3 separate regions of the Sus scrofa genome follow, and regions 1 and 2 are each linked to region 3. The links are chromatin contacts, called in public Hi-C and targeted proximity ligation maps. All regions are on one chromosome and are shown on one strand. The core of a region is the stretch at or near the end of the contact, and the rest is flanking DNA. Distances in the headings are between cores, read along the strand shown.

The links. A called contact is a pair of places that touch in the nucleus more often than the background predicts.
Region 1: a contact with region 3 is called in a Hi-C map of liver, with 4 times the contacts expected there. A contact is called at or near these places in 1 of 5 promoter capture datasets (fetal liver), 1 of 47 Hi-C or Micro-C datasets (liver) and 1 of 2 datasets of targeted methods (alveolar macrophages).
Region 2: a contact with region 3 is called in a targeted proximity ligation map of alveolar macrophages. A contact is called at or near these places in 1 of 5 promoter capture datasets (liver) and 1 of 2 datasets of targeted methods (alveolar macrophages).

What each region holds. Positions count from the first base shown.
Region 1 is chr5:64,179,789-64,184,228 of Sscrofa11.1, forward strand. VAMP1 (vesicle-associated membrane protein 1) reads left to right here and starts at 1,708. Exons shown (of 6, transcript XM_005653160.3): 1 at 1,708-1,810; 2 at 1,944-2,193. The coding sequence starts at 2,192.
Region 2 is chr5:63,559,792-63,564,374 of Sscrofa11.1, forward strand. It overlaps PEX5 (peroxisomal biogenesis factor 5), which reads right to left and starts at 2,971. Exons shown (of 17, transcript XM_013988424.2): 1 at 2,722-2,971; 2 at 2,106-2,268; 3 at 1,756-1,791; 4 at 1,413-1,545; 5 at 1,079-1,210. The coding sequence starts at 2,252.
Region 3 is chr5:63,856,054-63,860,394 of Sscrofa11.1, forward strand. It overlaps USP5 (ubiquitin carboxyl-terminal hydrolase 5), which reads right to left and starts at 2,782. Exons shown (of 20, transcript XM_001925784.6): 1 at 2,511-2,782. The coding sequence starts at 2,621. It overlaps CDCA3 (cell division cycle-associated protein 3), which reads left to right and starts at 2,852. Exons shown (of 6, transcript XM_013987400.2): 1 at 2,852-3,556; 2 at 3,769-3,943; 3 at 4,201-4,330. The coding sequence starts at 3,824.

The DNA.
Region 1 (4,440 bases), core at 458-2,957, 320 kb after region 3:
CTATACCACAGTCACAGCAATGCTGTATCTGAGCCAAATCTGTGACATATGCTGCAGCTTGCAGCAATGGTGGATCCTTAACCCACTGAGTGAGGCCAGGGATCAAACCCACATCCTCATAGACACTATGTTGGGTTCTTAACCTGCTGAGCCACAACAGGAACTCCCATAAATGCATTTTAAAAATAATCTTTTAGGCAAAGGATCTAAAATAGCTAACTAATTTTGAAAAAGAACAACAGTGTGTGAGAAATACTTAAGTCTTACTGTATAGCTACAGTAATTAAGACAGTGTGTTATTATTATCTTTTTGGTCTTTTCTGTCTTTTTAGGTCCACACCTGCGGCACATGGAGGTTCCCAGGCTAGGGGTCCAATCGGAGCTGAAGCCGCTGGCCTACATCACAGCCACAGCAACTAGGGATCTGAACCACGTCTGCAACCTACACCACAGCTCACAGCAACGCCAGATCATTAACCCACTGAGCAAGGGCAGGGACCGAACCCGCAACCTCATGGTTCCTAGTCGGATTCGTTAACCACTGCGCCACGACGGGAGCTCCAGGTTGTGACATTTTGATAAATCATCCTAGTGGTTTCTTAGAGGATGGATATGAATGAGGGCAAGATGAAACAAAATGATATGATATTTCATTAATTTTAAGAGGCACTTTTCTTTTTTCACTTTAACATCTAAATTGGGATGTCTGACTATATTAGCCAGAATGGTCATACTGTATTTGTCATACTGGCTCATAAGAATCAAAATTTGCCAAATGGATGTCTTGAAAGAAAAATTCCAGACAGAAAAGGAACATTTCTTTAAGAAATGCTGCATCACCCAAAGCCCTTGATGGCATGCACAGAGGACTATATTGTGTGGAAATCATGCACATCTAAGACTGAGTAAAAAGAAAAAAAAAATCGTAAGAGTCGGTGTCTGAAAAAGTTTTATGAACACTAGGCTACTTTTCTATTTTCCTTTGCATGTATGCATGAGAGTGATGTATGGTAAAAATCTGCATCTATAGAAACCTCCACTTTCCATACATATAAAATAAAAATTCGAAGTGATAAAAAAGCATTATGTTGGTGTGCAGTACGTGGAAGAATGATTTTACAACTGATGGACGCCAAACAAGGGATAATAAGCTGCAGCAGGACAGTGAGAGGAGGGGAGAGAATTATTGAAATACTAAGAAGAAAAAAATCCGCTCAGCTTGGTGATTTATAGGAGGGCAGAAAAAGATGAATGGGAGGAAAATCTAGCATGGTTTCCAGGTTTCTGGTTTGGGCAACTGAGTCCAAGTGGTAAGCTACCGAGAGGGATAGGACAAGCAAGTTTGGGGAGGGAAAGTTAAATTTAGGACAGACTGAGCGAGGGGCTTGATGGCTGTGTAGAACCGGTGAACCGAGCTCTCCAAAGTATTTACTTTGGTCGTAAGGATCCCCGCCGCCCAGCGGCCCGGGGAGCCTGCGGCTCTGCCTCGATGGATATAGCCTCCTCAGAGCTGTCTGTCAAAGACTGGGGGTGGAGGCCTGCCAGGTCCGAGCACCTGGGCGGTGCCCAGACAACCGAACCTCTGCTGCTCCCAGGGTTTGGGAGTCCCGGCTGCCACGCGCCAACCTGCTTGCCGCTGTAGGCGGAAACGGCGTGATTGGCTGGAGACGCGGGCCGTGGGCGGGCCCGGACCGAGGAACTGCTCAGCGATTGGCTTGGAGGCACCAAAAAAGCCCAACTCAAACTGCTGGAGCCGACCCTCCAGGAGGGGGGCCATAGTTCCACCCATCCCTGTCGCTTAGTCAGACAGGTAAGCAAACCACAGTTGTATTGGCCACATCCTCCCAGCATCGCTCATTTTCCGGGTCCGAATGATAAGAGAGCCGTGACTGGCGAATTTCCAGGGGCGGGCACTGTAGGCTTTATTCCCTGCTTCATTTCAGGACTGGCGTCTGTTCTTGGCGGGGATTGGTCCACAGGTTTATCAGCGTGATCCGGGGGCGTGACCAGCACTAATAAAGACTGGGGCCTGAGCGGCCGCTGCAGTGAGTTCCACCGCAGCTAGAGCTCCAGGTGGTCAGCAAGAGGAGGAGCGTGGCGTTGCCGTCGGTTTCACCGCAGAGTTCCCTGACCCGGTGTCACGCCGCAGCCTCCGGAGAGGAGACAGACCTCTCCTTCCTCTGTTTGAGACATGTGAGTTGACTCTGGTGTGGGGGGCGCGACACCTCCTTGCCAACTCTCACCCCCAGCGCAGAACTCTGCGGGACCGAAAATGGCGCATTGCAGCAGATGCAGCGACGCGGGGAACCACCGCCGCGCACCAGCCCTGGGCCGGGCCACCCTTGGGGAAGGGAGGCTGCACCTCATTCCTGCACCAGTTCCAGCCAGCATCCCACGGGCGGCGCAGGGGCGCGGGGGTCCCACTTTCGCTGCCCCTCTTCTCTCGCCTGTGGGGCTCCTCAGTCAGGTCTCTGTTGAAAGATGGTGCGCCAAGACACCGGGTAGGGGCCTACCCCAGGCCCTTTCTTGTTGTTGGTTGAAGCTGTACTTAGGGCCTCTAGAAAGACAGTCATGGCCATGGGTGCACCTGCCAGTTAGTAACTTGGCTTGTCCTGCAATCTCTGACTTGGGTACCCCCCAACTCTTCTTGGCTGTGAGCAAAGCTCCAGAAACTTACCTGCCAGTTCCCTGGCGCTAGGTGAGCAGCTCAAAAAGGCTCAAGGGGCAGGGGCATGTGATTCCAAGCAGCCACTCATCCCAAGGCCACCCGTGTAGGTGATGTTTTCCTGTTATTGAGTCTTAGCCAAGTATTTAGAAGAGAAACAGCTGAGGATCCCCTCAACCCCTTTCCTCAACACATTCAACTTAGTCTCTGATCATCTTCAACATCACTCCCATTCCAAAACCTTGAGGAAGAACTAGGGCTAGACGAATGAAGAACTTTCCATTCTTTCCTGGAGTCCTGGTCTGGTCCTAGATGTATTTTTGATGCTTCTCTTGGTGACAGAAAAGGGAACAGATTTATTTATGTTACATAAGGGTTATAACTATCTCCAGATATATTACTCCTGAGTGTTCCCAACTCGCTCGCTACAAGTTATTAAGTGAAATGGTCCCTTCAAATCCTTTATAACCAATTCCCCTTTTCTCTATTGGATTTCTACAGTTTTAACTGTATATGACATTCTGTGCATTTTTGGCCAAGCCCTAGGATTCCATAGGTTTTCATTTGGGGGAGGGGGAATCGTCTCAGCCGACTGGTTCCCAGTAGCATCCATGTGGGAAGGAGATGGGGAAAACTTGGTGACTAGAAGGGCATCACGAGGTCTCTGACCTTAATCTTGTCATTGGTGCCACCAGCCTGGACTGCTTCCAGGACCAAACACTGCCTGCTCCCTACTCATTGAATTTTCCACTTTCAGTCAGAGACCTAGATTGCTTAGCTCAGTAGGAGCAGAGGAGTCTGGTGGCTTCCATGGCTTTCCTTTGCCTCCATTGTGCCTCAGAGGGAAATGGGAGATGCTTCTTTTAGTGGGGATGAGTCAGGTGTCATCTGGGAGTATTACCTCTTTGAGAAGTTATTCTCTATCCTTTCAGGCTGAAATTTACTTGCTTAGTAGAGAGGAGGAACTTCTGGGCATTAGTTCTATTGTGAGTAGTCAAGGCTTTACCTTTTTGGTGACTTTGTGATGGTTTCATCCGTAGTGCATTCACTTGTGGACTGCTGCTATGAGGTATGTTTTGTGGGATTCTGCTTCTGTTTGAGGAGTTATTGTAATTTCTCTTCTTCATCAAATTTGAGAGGTCCCCCTCCTGCCTGTGGGTTCCTTGGCAGAGAAAATCTCATGTCTTAGGTTAGACTTCTGGGAATTCTTCGGGGGGGTGAATTTAACTTCCATGTGTTGGGGCCTGGAGAGGAGTTTATGTTGAGGATCCCACACCAGATCATTCTTCCCCTAAGGCTAAGGGGAAGAGAGCATGGTCTCTGTGTATAGCAGTGTAAACCAAGATTTCTCCTTGGCACATAAAGAACTAGGAGAGTCTCCTGGGACTTGATGCCAAATCTGGAAAAGGAAGGGACAGAATGTTTCTGATGCATGTACACTGAGGATCACATCCAGTGTTTTTGCTTCCTGTCCCTGTCATTCTTGGAACAGTCTCACAATACAATTGCTTTGGTCCCCAATTTCTAAGTGAAACCCCAGTCTTCTCTGCCAAAAACAAGGCAAGCAAACAGTCCTGACTCACTCTACTGACAGAGGACTTGCCTTTGGTGATTCTCCAAGTTGTCCTAGAGGGGCCATCATATACTAATCATTGTGTGAAACATAACCAGCTCCCCATAAGCAGAGTCTGTTAGCTTGGCCTTTCTTTTTATATACAGGCTTTGCAAAAAGGAGCTGTTCAGTCTATAGGCTTGTCCTGAGGGTCAGTCGTTTG
Region 2 (4,583 bases), core at 1,721-4,220, 300 kb before region 3:
TGAGAACAATCAGGAAGAGCAAGGCTGAAGGGAATGCCCTTGCCCCCAGGCTTAGGGGGAGAAGAATCAATCCTAAGGAGTGCAGTGAGTATAGACTTCCCTCTTCAGAAAAATAGGCTGGGACTCTGAAGAGCTTAAATTGCAGGCATGGTGGTATAGCATAAGAGGTAAATCTGCAGACTCATTCAAACCCAGAGTCAAATCCCAGCTCCACCCACTTGCAAAGCTGTGTCTCCTTAAGCAAATTACTTAACCTGTCAGCCTCAGTGTTCATCTGTTCACTAGGAATAAAAAGAGTAACTACCTCTCAGAGTGATTAAACAGACAATGCATTTAAAGCATCACCACAAAGCCTAGAACATGGTAAGTAAACAATAACTCTTATTAATAGTTTTTATTACTATCATCAAGAAATCAGAGTTGCCGGCATGGCTCAGTGGTTAATGAACCCGACTAGCATCCATGAGGACGCAGGTTCAATCCCTGGCCTAGCTTGGTGGGTTAAGGATCTGGCATTGCTGTGGTGTAGGCCAGCAGCTACAGTTCCAACTGGACCCCTAGCCTGGGAACCTCCATATGCCTCGGGTACGGCCCTAAAAAGACAAAAAAAAAAGTATAACCTTCAGGCCTTTGAATGCCACAATTCCACCGTCCAAGGCTCCAACTCTGTTCAAGATGACTTGATGCCAGAATCCCAAAGGAAGTGCTGAACAGTTTTCTCCTCCTGGGCAACACTGTCACCCATCCACCCTGTGGATCCTCTCCACCAAACTACAGTAATACAGTTCCAGATAACGAAGAAGAAAACTTAACTCCTCATGTTCTCTCTCTCTTCATATGTACCTCTCTCTTCAAAATCTCTTATCCAGTTCAAACTCAGTCCTCTGTTTAATATGTTTCAATTTCATATTACCACCTAAGAGAAATCAGGTTCAGTGCCCTAAGGAAAAGAGCCAATAGTCCAGTAAACTCATAAACAGCTTGAAATTATTCTACATCCTAAAATAAATTAGGGTAACAGTGTAGAATTTTGATTGTACCATAGGAATGATTTTAGATTTTCCATGACAATCCTCACCTGTAACTTCAGAGATGAATTCTTGGGACCAGTCAGTCTCATTATAATCCTGAGTTACATCCACAGCATCTCCAGCTGCAAGAAACTCCTGGGCCCAGTTCTCAGACAAGGCCAAGTCCGCCACACCAGGGGCTTGAAAGAGAGAGAGAGCTAATTAAGAAAAATACACATCAGTCTATCATGCCTAAGGAACCCTGAGTGCACATCAAAACACTGTTCCTTTGGTCTCGTTCTGCACCCCAGTTCCCCAATAGCAGCAGCACCCAAATATGGAATCCCTTGTCCCTATCTGCACAGAAAATGGTGATCGCCTCAGCACTAGACTTGGACACACCTCTCTGGGGTGCCTGGCGGAAGTTTGACTGCTCAATCTCCTGCATCTCTGCCAGGAGGTCATCCATCTTGAAGGTCTGAGGGGCACGGGATACAAGTGGTGCATTCTGGTCCTGGAGGAATTCGGCCACCAACTGTCAGAAGAGAGAAAGAGGAAAAAGGAAACAAACTATAGATTTGGAAATGCTCAAAGACGACTTAAAACCAAAACAAGCAGAAGAGTTAAGGCAAATCTCACTTTATCAGGGAAGTTCACAGATGGAAATACAGGTAAACCAAGTTGAAAGTAAAAATACAACAGGCAAACAGAAAATGCAGCAGAACAGACTGGTATGTTTATTTACCTCATCTTCAGAGGCTACCCCCAAAGGCTTAGAGACCTAGAGCAAAAGAAAGGGAGACAATATGGAACCGTGGTGAAGATGACACACACACAACCCAGTTAACCCTGGGTTAACGTTGCAGCTCTTCCTCCTATGTGACCTTGGACAAGTCACAAAACTTCTCCCAGTCTCAGTTCCCTCATCTATAAAATAACTGCCTTCATCTATACAAAGACACTTAGTATAAGCTTTAGGAAATACTCATCAGTTGATAACTACAATTACTATAGAGAAAGCAGTTATCCCAAAGTGGGCATGGGGACCCTCCATCCCAAGTCATCACTCAGGGTTTCCACCAGAAGAACACTCACCGCCTCGGAGGCTGGGGCTCCGGGGGGCCAGGGGCCAGGCCTTAACCCCTCCTGCCGAAGGGCCTTGTCCTGGGTGAAGTGCCCTGCCAGCTTCATAAGCGGGTTGGCACCCCCGCATTCCGCCTCCACCAGCTCCCGCATTGCCATGGTGACCGCCCAATCTCTGAAGGACAGAAATTTGGAACTGAGGTCCCAGAGCCAGACCCTTCCACAATCCACAACTCAGCCCGGATCTGGGGGAGGTGGGCAGATGTCCGTCCTAGGTTGCTGACTGCCGGCCACTCTCCACCCCTCTAACTTTTGCTGTGGCCCCCACCTCTGCCAGGAGTCAGGAGGCTGGTACCCTCCTGCCGCCCCCCTCAAAAGCCACCGCTCTCCGCCTGGGCCTCTCCAGTGACCTCCACAACTGCAGTCTCAGGCGGCGGGACAGGCGCCTGAGACCCCCAAGGAAGGAGCCTGGACCCCAAGGAACCCAGGGACAATTCTGCACCTGGGCTGTAGGGGAGAATTAGTCGGGAAAGGGAGAGGGGACTAGCTGCGGGACCGTAAGCCCAATTCCCCCCAACCTCAGTTTCCCGCGAGCACCGCTGTGGGCCATTCCCTCCCACTAAGTCACCTGAGGCCCTCCCCGCCGCTCGGCTGGTCCCGGCCCACTCCTCCCGCGCTCCGAGTACCCCGTCTCCGCGGCCCGGGTCGTAGCTCAAGCTCCACCTCCGCGACCCGCGAGGGCACCGCAAGGGCGGGGGAAGACCAGGAAGGTGTCCGCGCGTTCCCTCGGGGCCCAGCGCTCACCACCTCGCGCAGAGCCGCAGGACCAGCCGAGGTACCAGGTGCGGGCTGGAGGGGGAGGGGAGAGAAGGGGGCGGGGGGCTAGGGGCGGGGCTCAGGCTTAAAGTGGCAGTGACCGCCGCGCGGCAGTCGCGGCCCAGGCGGAAGCTGTTTGGAGGGGCGGGGCCTTAGGTCTGCTACGCCCGCGTAATGGGAGAAGCCGTAGCCCTTAAAGGGGAAGAGCCGCTTAAAGGGGAAATCTTGGCGCGGCGACTTTGGGAGCGCTCCGAAGGATGGTGGACTCTAGGACTTGTTTGATGGAAAGCTCAGAGAAGAAGGGAGCTAAGAAGGGCCTTCATAGCTTTGGGAGAAAGCCGTGCAAGTGGATTCTGGGCTCAGATCATTCCACCTTTTCCCTGGGGGGGCGCATTGAGACCCAAGGGGATTCCTTCCCTTTCTGGGCCGCGAATTGGGCCCTGACATGGGAGTGTGGGGGTCAAATCCGGGGCCTTCTCCAGCCTTCTAGCCCTGCCTCACTCCAAATTGCCCCTAGCAGGACAGCGTCACTGTCTCCGTGGTGACAGAGGTCTGCCCCCAATCCCTCTGCCACATCTGCGTATTGGGGAAAATAGCGCTAGTTGATGACAAATTCCGTTGACTAAAATAGGGTCCAACGCATCCTGAGACCTCAAGCTGCTAACCTACAGAGAAAATGCACAGTGAGTCACTCCTCTCCCCCGCTTCTTCCCTCACCACTGATCAAGGTCACCATGGTGGCCTTATTGTCACTGCTCCAGAATAGGAAAGCATAAATATGATGCAAGAAATGATTTCTAATCATGGAAGAAGCTTCAGGCCCCACCATCTGCCACAGAATTGGCTCTAGTGTCACACCTCGAGGACACTGGGAAAGAAACCCTGAAATCTCGTCTGCCTTCAAGTCCAAGGGTGTCCTGACGTCAAGAAGAAGAGCAGGAGGTGTTCAGGACTGCTGTTTGAGCAGCAAGAACGGGTTTGTGCCAAAAGGACAAAAGTAACATCCCAGTCTAGGGTGAAGGAGAAGAGGCAGGTAGTCAGCAGGTGGCGCCCTGGGCCAGGCTTGTTTCCTGGCTGGCTGCAGATTTCAAAGGTGGAGACTCCAGAGGAGCATGGCTGTATAAACTCACCCCTCGGATGGTAGAGAAGCTGCCGTGATACCTCAAAAAACCGAATGACAAAGTCTAAGATTGTGCAGAATTTCTCTTTTTCCTTACCTGACCCCACTACCCCTTTTCCCCTGCAGTACACAGATCCAGCCCTTGCCTGGATGACCAAACCTCTATCACTCTTACCTAGGGAAACTCTTACACATGTGTGTTTGCAGGTGCACAGGTGCAAGAATGTTCATAGCAGGAGTTCCCATTGTGGCTCAGTGGTTAAGGAATCCGACTAGGAACCATGGGGTTACAGGTTCAATCCCTGGCCTTGCTCAGTGGGTTAAGGATCTGGCGTTGCCATGAGCTGTGGTGTAGGTTGCAGACACGGCTCAGATCCTGCGTTGCTGTGGCTCTGGTGTAGGCCGGCAGCTAAAGCTCTGATTAGACTCCTAGCCTGGGAACCTCCATACAGCACGGGAGCAGCCCTAGAAAAGGCAAAAAGACAAAAAAAAAAAAAAAAAAAAAAGTAACTAGAGAAAATGAGTAATGGGGAAATATTGGTTTCAGGGTCAGG
Region 3 (4,341 bases), core at 1,532-4,031:
GGAGCAGAGATGGCCATGCACCTGAACAGGACATGCAACGGCTGAGCTTGCCGGCAAGCCCAGACCTTTCCCTCAGCTCACTCTGCCAGGCAGTCGCACCCTGGTCCCCACTGGTCTCCTTCCTCTCCTGCGGAAGCCTGGCTCCAGGGGAACAATGCCGTGCTTGGGGCCCACAGCTGAACTGGGACCCAGTCTGAGCAGGACATGAGGTCCAGCGTTCTCCAGCCACCCCCCAAGGCCTCCCTGCTGCCCTGACCAATAACTGATATCCACTGAAGTCCCCGTCAACCTCCAACCTATCCCCTGTCTAGAACAATCTAGCAATACCTGCTGAGACAGCCAGAGCACATAAAATCCAAAAAGAAAGCAGGGAAAGACAAGTGTCCACTGTAAGTCACAGCTCAGGAAGGAAGACAGGCTTTCCCTAAACGGAGCCAATCTATTCAGTGCCCTTATGGAGAGAGTGATGGAGAAGGGGCAGGAGGGAACTGGGGACGACAACAGTCTTCCTCTAGATCCAAGCAACAGGCTTCTTCTTCCTGGAATGAAAGCCTCCGTGGCCTTGGCATTCCCATGGGAGCTCAGCATTGTGAGGATGCACTCGATCCCTGGCCTCGCTCAGTGGGTTAAGGACTTGGCGTTGCCACAAGTTGCAGCGTAGTTCCCAGAGGTGGCTCGGAGCTGGGGTTGCTGTGGCTGTGGTGTAGACCGCAGCTGCAGCTCCCATTCAACCCCTAGCCTGGGAACATCCATGTGCCACAGGTGTGGCCGTAGAAAGAAAAACAAGAAAAAGCCTCCGTGGCCTTGAAAAATTCTCTGCTGTGAAACTGAAAACAGGGCACCGTGTGGCAGTTCTCAGCCCCACAGATTGCTCTGTACCACTCCCTAGAAGAGCATGGATTACAGCGTTCATGAATAAACTGAGCATTCTTATCAGGGAGGTCAAATAAGCTCTCTTTCTACCAAGAACCCAATTTGAAGATAATCAAATATGTCAGAAGTTGGCCAGCAAAGCCAACGAATGGAGCTCTCTTGACTTGGGGTGAGAGAAGGAAAGTGTAAAGATTACGAAACCTCCTTTGGATGATTCAAACCATTACTAGGGAGACAGGAGTGTCAAGAGGGAGCCACTGCAGGTAAGTGAAAGAAGGGAGACTTCTACCATCTGTTGATAATTAATTAAAAAAACAACTCTTTTCCTTCCTGAGAAAGACAGTGCTTCACCAGGCCATGCACATGATAAACTGGGAGGCGGGTGGGAGCTATGCAGTGATTAAACTTCTCTGCTGGAAATAAAAGATGCTGATTCCACCAAGGATTGGGAACCCTGGAGCTCTGCTCTGAGCAGTCCTCTTTTAGCTCTGCCAGAGCCAGACTTCAGAGAAGCAGCACATTGTCTGAGGCCCAGATCAAAGCCCAGCAAACCAAGCAACCCACAAATCACAGTGATGATCCTGAACTGGGCCTTAGGTCACGCTGCTCTGCTCAGCACTGGCGATGTATTAACGAAGCCTTTCCACTCTGACTTGCAGTTTTCCAGGCCATGAGCTGGTCTGGCTGAACACCCTGGGCAGGGCCCAGCAGCGGCTTGAGGGAGGGGTGGTGAGGGGGGCGGATCCCAATCGGACTCCTACCCAGCTGGCGGCCCAAGGGTGACACAGGAAGGCAGAACTGCAGGAAGGGAGGTACTGGGTGGAGCCTGCAAAACGTAAAGCATGGTGTGGGTGGCTGCTTTGTCTAACTAGTCAAGAGTGGGAGCAGGATGGGAAAGGGGCCTTAGTATCTCCCACGAAAGAAACCATCTCTCTGGGAATACTTTCAAAGGGGTTCCCTCCGCTCTATGTGATGGGCAGGGGAAAGGGGCGGGGTGGGCCGTGGCCATAATTCACCTCCAAGGAGAAACGACTAGAGCTTTCCTCTCCTCTTTCCTCCCCTCCGTACCACCAATGACCCACCTCCCCGCCCTCTGTCCGTATTAACCATGGGTGGAGGCTCTCTAACTCGGCCTTTCTCAAAACAAGCCTTCTTCATGGCCACTTCTAAACTACCAGACGCCTGGGAGCTGCAGTCCCCCCCCTCATACCCCAACCCGGGCCCAAAACAGCGGGGGGTCGCCCCATCCCTCCTAAACGAGACTACAAAATCCAGAGAGCCATGCGCGACGGGCAAGGCCAACTCCCAGGCTTTCCGCAGGAGTCCACGTGGGAGATGTAGTCCGCCGACCGGGTGGCGCCTTTAGCTTAGAATGACAATGACGGGAGTGAGGGACTACAATACCCACAGTGCTCCCCGAGACCGGGGGCGGATGAAGCGGGCGCGGTGGCTTCCGGGGATAGTAGTCACACGACAGCTCCCGCGAATCCAAAGCAACGGCAAGAGTAGCGTGAGAGACTACAAGTCCCAGGGTGCACCGCAGGGAGGCGGTGGTCCAAGCCTTGCAGGCCCCGGCAGAATGACCAGGGCAATGGAGGGGAAGTCGTGCTCGCTGCGGGCGTGGGGAATGGGCTTACCGGTGTGTCGAAGGAGAAGGCGCATTCGTCTTTGTGGACCCGGTCTCCAGCCTTGGGGACCCGGATCGTCGGTAATACTGACAGCAGCGCCTCCTCACTCAGCTCCGCCATGACACCGGCAGCAGCTCCTCCACACACCGCGGCTCCCACTTCTAGTCCCCCACCCCCTACCCCTCCGTCCAATGAGCACTACTCGTTAGGTGCATGCGCTGAAGGGAGGACGCGCGAGAATGGCAGTTGGACGGAGCCTGCCGGCTAGTGCTCCGCCCTCTGCCCGCCTCTCGACTAAAGCCAATGAAAAGCGCTTCTAATGCAATCGTTGGTCGAAAGAGCCAATCCCACACCTCCAAGGGCAGAGCGCATGTAGAGCAGCGAGGTGGGCTCCGGAGTTTTGGCTGCTGGGATTCTGGGACTTTGCGTGCCTTCTTTTGAAGAGCAGAAACTGACAGTTGTTTAAACCCGTCCATTCCAGAAACCTTCTTTTGGATTTGTCCAATTCGAAAATAGACGAGCAGACAAGTATTCTTGGTATTTGAAAGGGGGCTGTCCAATGAGGCGGGGTTTGGGGATTAGTGCCGAGTGATTGCTAACTCTGCGGACCAATAAGGATTACTATCTTTAGGGCCTCAGAAAAATCTTCATAACTCCGTCTCCGACTGGATTATAACTGTAATAATTCCTGATCCTATTTTTTAATAAAATCATTTGATTTTGAAACTGGAGGTCTCAAAAGCGAAGACTGGCATTCCTCAAAATCTCACTACGGACTACTCGCAGCCCGATAAGGAACAAAAGTCCCCTTATCAAAGAGGCGTCACCCCTGGGTTGGGCCAGCCGCGGTCCCTCGGCCCCACGGTCTCTATGATAGACGTCCTCCCTACCCAATGGCTTCCTTCCCTGGAGGCGGGCCTCACATAGCGGACCTATAGGAGCCTGCGTCGGCTCAGCCAATAGGCTCAGGGTAGGGGCGTGGCGGGAAGTTTGAAACTCAGCTTCGGGAGTTGAGGATCAAGCTGCTTTGCACCCAAAGGTGGATTTGGGGCCTGGTAAGTGATTTGAATAAATTAGTGAAGAAGTTAGAGGGTCCAGCAGACTCGGAGACGCTGCCTTGTCAGCTTTATCAGCCGTTATCCCCGCAGGGACCTCTGGCCTGGCTACCAGACTGTTCCTCAGCGGGGAATGGGGAAGATCCGGTGGTCTGGGGTCAAAAGTCGAACGTGGTCGCAGTAAGGGCTAAGACCTGAGTCACTTCTCACAGGCATCCCCTCTTCGCCCGGGGCGGGCTCTGCCCCATCCTATTTCTCCTGCTTGAGATGGGCTCAGCCAAGAGCGTCCCAGTCACTCCAGCGCGGCCTCCGCCGCACAACAAGCTTCTGGCTCGAGTAGCGGACCCCCGTTCACCCAGCGCCGGCATCCAACGCACTCCCATCCAGGTACCCTGGGCCAGGGCGGGGGAGGCCGCGAAACTGAATTATTGGGCCTCTGCCTAACCTGATTTTGGAAGAGCTCTTACTCCCCCAACCCCCGCCACCTCCCTCTGAGGCCTTATTTTCCCTCATTCTCAATCTGGATGAAGTAGGTTGAGTGTCTGATGCCCTTGGCCAGTTCCCACCTGGAGTGTCAGCTGAGGCTAGAGATCTGGGAGAGAAGAGTCAGGGCTCAGACTTATTCTAGCCTTTGGTCCCGACAGGTAGAGAGCTCTCCACAGCCAAACCTGCCTTCAGGGGAGCAGCTGGAGGGTCCTAAGCAGGCCCAGGACACAGATCCCCGCTCTCCTACCCTTGGCATTGCACGGACACCCATGAAGACCAGCAGCGGAGGTTAAGTGTTG